3 separate regions of the Sus scrofa genome follow, and regions 2 and 3 are each linked to region 1. A link is a contact called in public HiChIP or PLAC-seq data. All regions are on one chromosome and are shown on one strand. The core of a region is the stretch at or near the end of the contact, and the rest is flanking DNA. Distances in the headings are between cores, read along the strand shown.

Region 1 (2,665 bases), core at 97-2,596:
TGGTTTGAATTACTGCCCTTTCAACAACCTTATGGGTCACAGACCCGCCAAAAAGAAACAATTGTGCTGTATTTCTTTGTCATGAATCACTGTTTTAATTTTTAAGCCAAGCCAACAGGAAGTATGTGTTTATCCCATGTAACTTTCATTTAATCGTGGAATTAATAAAATCGCTGTTACTTAACAGAAGAGCCCACAGGACTATTTCAGGGCACTGACATATTTAAGGAGGGAATTACCACCCTCTTCTCTGATGCCTGCTTGGTTCCGGGGCAGGTAAAATCACACACAAAACAGCAAAAAGCAAATTACTAAATTGCCTCCCTCATTCACTGTCGTCAGGAGGAGATCTTCTCTCTAGCTAGAAATTCATTTTTCCTAAGGCTTCCTGACTAGCTCCTGCCAATAAGTAATACTCTCAAATTGTCATCTGTCTATAAACTTTTAAAATGTTCTTTTTTATTTTTGCAATTTGGAAATTTTTATTACATAGCAGAGAAGAACGAGCTTGATGTTGTCTGCTAAAATGTACCGTGCATTTCCTCCTTATCTTGTCTAAAGTACATCTCTCAATGAGAAGAATGACATTACAAAATAAGAATTCTTCCTGGATTTATTCAGAAAATACATACATCTATTCATTATTAGGACTCTTCAAATTTATTGAAAAATACCTATTTGAACCTAAAACATGTGCAGAAGGTTGGCTATTAGCTTAATCCTAAATTCCGCTCTTATATTTCTATCACAGATGTTCTGTGCTGATAGAAAAGTCTGAGCTATTTGAATTTGCCAGCTTGGATTAATAACTACCCATCTCGAATCATTAATGATGCTGGTTCCAGTTCAGTGATTGAAATGGGTAAAAAAAAATTTCATCTTATTCTTTCCTTATGAAAGAGCCATTGGCTTGGCAATGCCTTTCTTCCTGGAAAAAAGTCCTTTTGAAAGGGAGAATACTAAAAACGGTGTAGGAAGCGCTAGAGAAGAATAGAAATTCATTTTAAAGCAGTGTACCATGTACAAATGCTGTCTTACAAATAGGATTATTTAATTTAAACCTTAGATCTGTCAAGCTCCATTACTTCAAATGGAGCCTGTCGTTTCTTGAGTTCATTATATATCGAGATTATATTACAATTTATGTTAGGTTAAGTCATGGCAGAGATACAAGGCAGTTTAAAAAAAATTACACAGCAGTGTCAGTAAATAGAGCAAAGTCATTGCAGTGTTGGGAAAGGCAAAAAGTCATCTTGCTAAATGAGGATCCAAGCTGTCCTGTACCGAGACTGCTACTAATAAATAAAAGGCCTCTGGGAAAAGTGCTGAGCGTACGCTGGATCTATTTTCAGCTTGCATCAGCAGCTGCTGCCCCTGGGATCACATCTTTACGCATACTCTACACCATATGTAATCACTCCAGTGCTGCAACCAGTAAGATAATGAAAGAGCATGGCATAAATCTATACTTGAGTGGAATGCTAAATGAGAAAAATAATACAAAAAGGGGGGAAATAAACCGCATTTTCAAGTCATTAGGAAGAAAGACTTTGACATATGAAGTGTTGCAACCATTAATAGCACTTATCATATAGAGTGGAGACAAAGAGACAAATTAATCAAACTGACAGAACTGGGACATTTTATGCTAATGCAGGCTCCTGGGTTTTAGTCTGTATTCCTCTGCGTCTGGAAAACTGATACCATTACAGGGCAGGAAATTGCATGAATAACATGCAACAGATCATAAAAATTCACACACCAACTGCAGAAACACTGCCAAAAGCTCTGTAAAAACAAGGATGGAGACCTCAACAGAGGAACTACCAGCAAGTAATGAATGCAAATAAGTCCAGGAATATCTCCCATTCATGCATTGTAATTAACTCTAGGCTTCTCGCTCATAATTACAGAGGTGAAACTGAAGCCTAGCGAGCGAACTCTGCAGCAGCTAGCCAGAGGAGGCCTCCCGGGCCCTGATCCCAGGTCATTTGCCATCGGCTGGGGCCAGGGCCGCTCTGACCTAAATTTACTGCCCAGGTTGGGTTAGCTTTAAAATAAAATGCAAAATAAACATAAAAACATTAACTTGCAACTTGAAAAGGGGGAAGGGGGAGACACATATTGACAATGCAAAAAAAAAATAAGCAAAAATTTTCAGGTATGTTTGTGCGAGTGGTCAGAAGAAAGGGAATCTGGTACTGAAAGGATTTTTATAAAACACTTATAAACAGCCCCATTTGATGAATAAGCTGTACTGAAAAGTGAATGGCAGGAGGGTCCTGGGGAAGGCTCAGCAGAGCAACTGCCCTTTGTTCTCTCAATGTGAACTCCTTGGGTGGCTGGTGGAGGTCAGTCCCCTGGCTCATTTATACGGATGCACAGAGGTGAATGACCGCTGTGTTAAGATCGCTATCCTTCCCCAGGGAAATTGTGGCATCCTTGGCACTGGGAGGAGATGGGTCCCTTAGCTGGGACTCCCAAGAATTTTCACATAAAGAAAAACAACTATATGAATAGAAGTTAGGTGTGGCTAAAAAAATGTGCTTCAGAACTAGAATCCAATGAGATCATCTTTGCTGGCATTCGAATCTCTGGCTCGCAATGATTCCATTCCAGTCCTTCCTCTCATCCTTATTTACTACACACCACAAATTTTCCTGTC
Region 2 (2,665 bases), core at 44-2,543, 440 kb after region 1:
GGCCTGATCAGGTCACTGCCAGAAGCTTCAGGTTTACATCCTACCCAAGGCAGAGAAAACCTTTCTCTTTTATTGGTTCTAGCAAGTCTCCGGGAAGCACTCGTGTTGGCAGGATTCAGGTTATGTGCTCATCTCTGAACTAGAGGTTGGCAGCAGTCCTGCTTACACCTACCTCATGAACAGAAAGTTCCTCAAAAGAAAATCAGGGCCATGTTACCTGAAGAAGGTAGAGAAGCCAAGCAGCCAAACCCCAGATGTCTCCACAGATGCCATAGTGATGACTCTTCCAAGAAGCAGAATATATTCAACAGTATTAAGTACTATTGAGAGATCAGGTTAGATGGCAACTAAAAATGCCCATGGGATTTAGCCACCTGGAAGTCACTGTGACTGGAGACCCACATGAATGGCTCCATCACAAAGTGGGATGGGTAGTTCCTGTTGGCTCAGCGGGTCAAGAATCCGACCAGTATCCATGAGGATACAGGTTTGATCCCTGGCCTTGCTCCGTGGGTTAAGGATCTCGTGTTGCTGTGAGCTGTGGTGTAGGTCACAGATGAGGCTCCCATTCGACCCCTAGCCTGGAAACCTCCATATGCTGTGGGTGCAGCCCTAAAAAGAAAACAAACAAACCAAAACCAAAATGGGATGTGGCAGGAGTCATCATGCAGCGGAAATGGTGAACTCAGGAGAGAAAAATCACTTAGACCTGAGGTGGTCGAGGAACACTTCATGTCAGAGGTAGCATTTCAGTTGGGCTTGAAGGATGAGTAATATTTTAAAAACTAAATCCAGAGAAATGAAAGGAATGGCACTGTGGCTAAATATAGCATGAACGAAAATGTGGCGTCAGTGACTTTTGGGACGTGTTCACTGGGAGGTTGAACAGTTCGTATTTGTTTTGAGCATCAGGGACCAAAAGTGAATGCTATCTAAGGAAAACGGACTTTTTTTTTTTTTTTTTTGGCTGAGGCTCGCAGAAGCTTGATATGGGATATCAGTTGTCAGACCCGGGATGGAACCAGGCTACAGCAGTGAAAGCATCATGTCCTAACCCCTAGACCACCAGAGAACTCCCCAAAGAAACTGTCTTTGTTCAATTTACAAGTTATTCAACTACCCCCAACATGCCTTTAGGTTATGGGCCTGAGTATGTAAATGAGTCACCATTGTCCCTCTAAGGAGACCGACTCAGATTCAGTCTAGAGACGTCCCTCCATGTACTCTTGCCCTGGGGTGTGTCACATGGGAACTTGATACTGAACCTTGATCTTTCCTGTGACTGTCTGAGTGGCCTGGGCTTGCTGTGCTAATGTCACCATTCCTGGCAGCCTCTGTCTCTCAGGCTGCTGCCTCTGTGGTGAGGATTTGGCTATTCTGGCCGCCCTGGAGGAGTGGCCGTGTCAGACCGTCAGGTCAGCGACAGCAGCTCAGCTGTTTCTCATCTTGCACTTGACCCACTTCTTGGGTCACCTTGACCCAGGCTGCCCAGGGAGACTTTCCTCTGAGACTCTCTGTCTCTTTAGTCCACTTCAACGGGCTCCTGGACTTGCCAAGGGTCGCATTTCATTTTTCCTCTTGAGACAACTCGGAATATTTTTTCCAAAGCTTCTCGAGAGTATAGAGAGAGCCTCCTTCATCCACGGGAGGTCAGACATTTTACACCATGAGGAGATCAGATCTCTCTGGTTGTGCCAACTCCACTTTGCAGGGGGTGACCGAAGGCTCTTTCCGTTGTTGTCGTGCTCATCCTCAAGGGGGAGTGTCTTGCTCCAAGGGAGGGGACCTCTCTCATAGCCCTGCTCACCTGCAGCATGCAGAGCTGTGGTCCCAAGTGAAAGCCCTCTGACTTCCGCAATGAGGGGCCCGGGGCCGGGTGATGGGGTGGGGATGCATGGCTTATGTGTAGGGCCTTTAGGGCTGGAGGAACAACAGGCCCCAGCATTCCTGCCCCAGCTCCTGAGAGACTGACCTGGCAGGGGTTCCCTATGGTGGGTTTCTCAATGGTGCCTGCAAACAAACAAGCACATCCTTAGACAAACCATGGTAATGAGAAGGGAGGTATAATGATACTGGAGTTACCTCTCTCCATTCATTCCACAAGCATTTTTCTGAGTGTTTATTTTTGGCATAGAGCTATTTGGGGGCGGGGAGAGCATGTGGGGAAGAGGAAAGGGAATTGGTCCAATGTGGCAGCTTGAGAGGGGGAGATGGATGGCGGGGGATGGGCAAGTATTAGTGTTTGGTCTGTGGAAGATGAAACAGCACAGCTCTGCTCTGTGGGCGGTTCTTTGATCTTCCAGTAACTGCTAGAGTAGCAATTAGCATCCTTAATGCTGAGGGGAGTCTCTGAGAAACCCTTCAGCCTACTGATTTAGGTTAGTAGATCCGGAAGTGTGGGTGCCTGAGAGTGAGAGAGTGTGTGTGTGTGGGGGGGTATGTGTGGGTGTGTGGATGTGGGAGGGAAAGAGAGAGAGAGTGAAAAATGGGTGTTTAATTAGATGTTTGATATTTATTTTATAATATAGCTTTCTATGTTTGAGGATGATGTGACACCCTCAAAATAAAATTCTGTTTTGTTATCGAAAATCGAATCATCTGAGCTCTTCTGTGGAGAAGGAATAAAGTCCTGCATTTACCAGAAAACATGAATTCCTGAAACTTA
Region 3 (2,665 bases), core at 77-2,576, 390 kb after region 1:
TCAGATGAATACCCAGGAGTGGAATGGCTGGGTTGTATGGTAGTTTAATCTTTAATTTTTTGGGGGAGTCACCACCGTAGTGTTCTCTGTAGTGGCTGTACCAGTTTACATTCCCACCAACAGTGCATGAGCTTTCTCTCTTTTCCACATTCTCACAAACACGTTTTTTGTTGTCCTTTTGATAATAATTTTACTGACAGGTGTGAAAGTGGCATCTCATTGTGGTTTTGATTTGCATTTCCCTGATGATTAGTGATATTGGGCATCTTTTCATGTACCTGTTGGCCATCTGTATGTCTTCTTTGGGAAAATGTTTATTCATATCCTCTGTCCCTTTTTTAAAATTGGGTTATTTGTTTTTTTGCTATTGAGCTGTATGAGTTCTTTATGTATTTTGAATATTAATCCCTTATCAGGTAATGTGATTTGCAAATATTTTCTCCCATTCAGTAGGTTGCCTTTTCATTTTGTTGATAGTTTCACTTCTCCAATTTCTATTTCCATAATATTGGTACCCACTCATGGAAGAAGAAAGAGAAAAAATCTCAAAAAGTGCTGGCCAGATACTCATAAAAAATTCTTCTTAAAAATATTACAAATATTCAAAATGTTTCAATCTATCAGCCTTGGAGAAAAAAAATATTTCCCCATTAAAGAACTAAACATCTTGTGGTTATGATATGTTGGTAGAGAAAATATCTTTAAGCACACTTTTTAAAAAATCATGTAAGAATAAGCTTAGAGGTTTATTTGCTTTACCCTTTATTGATAGAAATAAGTCTTGGGTGCTATTTGGTCATGCAAATTGAGTCCCTGTGGGAGCCTGGCTGGTCACAGGGGGTGGGCTCTGCTCCAGTGTCCTCCTTTCTGGAACATCATTCAGCTCCTTCCCTCTTGTTTTCCCTGGATTCTTTAGCAGAAGTCTTCCGGTTTGGGGAGAGAGTTTTCTTAGCCCACACGTGCTGCTTTTTTTTTTTTTTTTTTTTTTTTTTTTTTGCAGTAATCATGCCACCTTACTGCCTTTTTTGCAGTAATCATGCTAGCTAGCTCAAGGTTGAGAAAGCTTAATAAAACTTAACATTTGGGCTCCTGATGACTAGCCAGCTCACACGCTGCTGAGTAAGCAAGATGCATCCTCTTTGGGGATTCAGAAAGAATCCTTGACTGTCCCCTTAAGAAAGTATTAAAGAAGCTCGGGAGAACGGAGCAAAACAAAACACACAACGAAAGACACTGTGTGCTGTAAGTAAGCAGCAGGCATGTACTGGTCAAGGAATTAGATTACTCAAGGTGGTGACTCATTCCGCAACTATGTAGTGTTTGCGGTTGAAGAGAAACCTTTGCCAGAGAATGACTAAAATCTATTGGCAGCGTCTTTAAAGGAATCATGACTGGGCCTAAACCAGTGAATACGCAAGTGTGCTTTTTTTTGTCTTCGTCTTTTACTGATTCAGGACTGAGAGTAAGAAAATACCATCCCTGTTGACGTCTGCTGTTACGGCACGGTCTCCGGGGCATTCCCAGCAACTGTTCTCACAGGGCCGCGGCCAGACACACAGCTCCCTGTTTGGCCGTGGTCATGTACGTGTGTGTGTGGTTAGCAGAATGAAGAAAGCTGACTTTTACAGATTGTTAGAGGCATTTGGTTTTGATAATTTAAAGATAAGCCTAGAGGAGAAAATCCCCAAATTTGGTTATTGTTTCAGTTTTCTGTGGATGACATAACAAAGTGCTACAAACGGAGTGGCTTACACAACCATTTATTGGCTCAGTTCTAGAGGCTAGAAGTCCAAGATCAAGGTGTCAGCAGGCTGGGTTCCTTTTTTTAGGGCTGCACCCCTGGCATATGGAGGTTCCCAGGCTAGGGGTCCAATCGGAGCTACAGGTACTGGCCTATCCCATGGCCACAGCAACATGGGATCTGAGCCCTGTCTGCGACCCACACCACAGCTCATGACAACGCCAAATCCTTAACCTACTGAGGGAGGCCAGGGATCATACCCACAACCTCATGGTTACTAGTCGGATTCATTTCTGCTGTGCCACAATGGGAACTCCAGGGTGAGTTCCTTTCTAGGGCTGGAAAGGAGGATCTTTTCCATGCCTCTCTCCTAGCTTCTGGGGATTTGCAGGCAGACTGGGGTGTTTCTCGATTTGAGGAAGCATCACCCTGACCACTGCCTTCAACTTCACATTGCGTCTCTTTGTGTGTATCTGTCTTCAAATTTCCTCTTTTTATAAGGACACCAGTCATATTGGCTTAGAGGCCCACCCTGCTCCAGTATGACCTCATCTCAACTAATTACATCTTTGGTGACTCCATCTCCAAACAAGATCACATTTTGAGATCCTGGGGGTTAGTGCTTCAACAGGTGAATTTTGGGGGAGGACAACAAAATTCAGCCCATAGCAGTTGCTTATTTATCAGCTAGAGATAATTCATTACAAAAGTAATAGACTAATTTAAAATTCCATGGTAGTCAGTGTTAGTCTCTTTATTAAGTCCAGAAGCAAAGGTCAGAATTCTAAAAAAGTCTAAATATATTTCACATGTATGAGGAGTAATTATGGAGTTCCTGTCGTGGCACAGTGGAAACGAATCCGACATGAGGATTCATGGGGTTGCGGGAACATGAGGAACATGAGGAACATGAGGTTGCGGGTT

What was found. HiChIP or PLAC-seq counts read pairs in DNA pulled down with a chosen protein or histone mark.
Region 2: a contact with region 1 is called in an H3K27ac HiChIP or PLAC-seq map of skeletal muscle, with 4 times the contacts expected there. The contact joins two enhancer-like sites. A contact is called at or near these places in 1 of 47 Hi-C or Micro-C datasets (skeletal muscle) and 1 of 2 datasets of contacts at active chromatin or transcription factors (skeletal muscle).
Region 3: a contact with region 1 is called in an H3K27ac HiChIP or PLAC-seq map of skeletal muscle. The contact joins two enhancer-like sites. A contact is called at or near these places in 2 of 47 Hi-C or Micro-C datasets (embryonic fibroblasts and skeletal muscle) and 1 of 2 datasets of contacts at active chromatin or transcription factors (skeletal muscle).

Annotation. Positions count from the first base shown.
Region 1 is chr1:57,952,110-57,954,774 of Sscrofa11.1, forward strand. The region is part of intron 3 of BACH2 (transcription regulator protein BACH2); the gene reads right to left. Among named protein-coding and RNA genes, the nearest start is that of GJA10, 74 kb to the left of the region's middle. Within about 2 kb of position 1,347, at least 15 of the 83 cell types and tissues checked have an H3K27ac peak or open chromatin away from gene starts, as enhancers often do. A contact at or near this core is called in skeletal muscle, where this site is marked.
Region 2 is chr1:58,389,773-58,392,437 of Sscrofa11.1, forward strand. No RefSeq gene overlaps it. Among named protein-coding and RNA genes, the nearest start is that of BACH2, 110 kb to the left of the region's middle. Within about 2 kb of position 1,294, at least 9 of the 83 cell types and tissues checked have an H3K27ac peak or open chromatin away from gene starts, as enhancers often do. A contact at or near this core is called in skeletal muscle, where this site is marked.
Region 3 is chr1:58,342,920-58,345,584 of Sscrofa11.1, forward strand. All of the region lies in intron 2 of LOC110260365 (a long non-coding RNA gene), which reads left to right. Among named protein-coding and RNA genes, the nearest start is that of BACH2, 63 kb to the left of the region's middle. Within about 2 kb of position 1,327, at least 48 of the 83 cell types and tissues checked have an H3K27ac peak or open chromatin away from gene starts, as enhancers often do. A contact at or near this core is called in skeletal muscle, where this site is marked.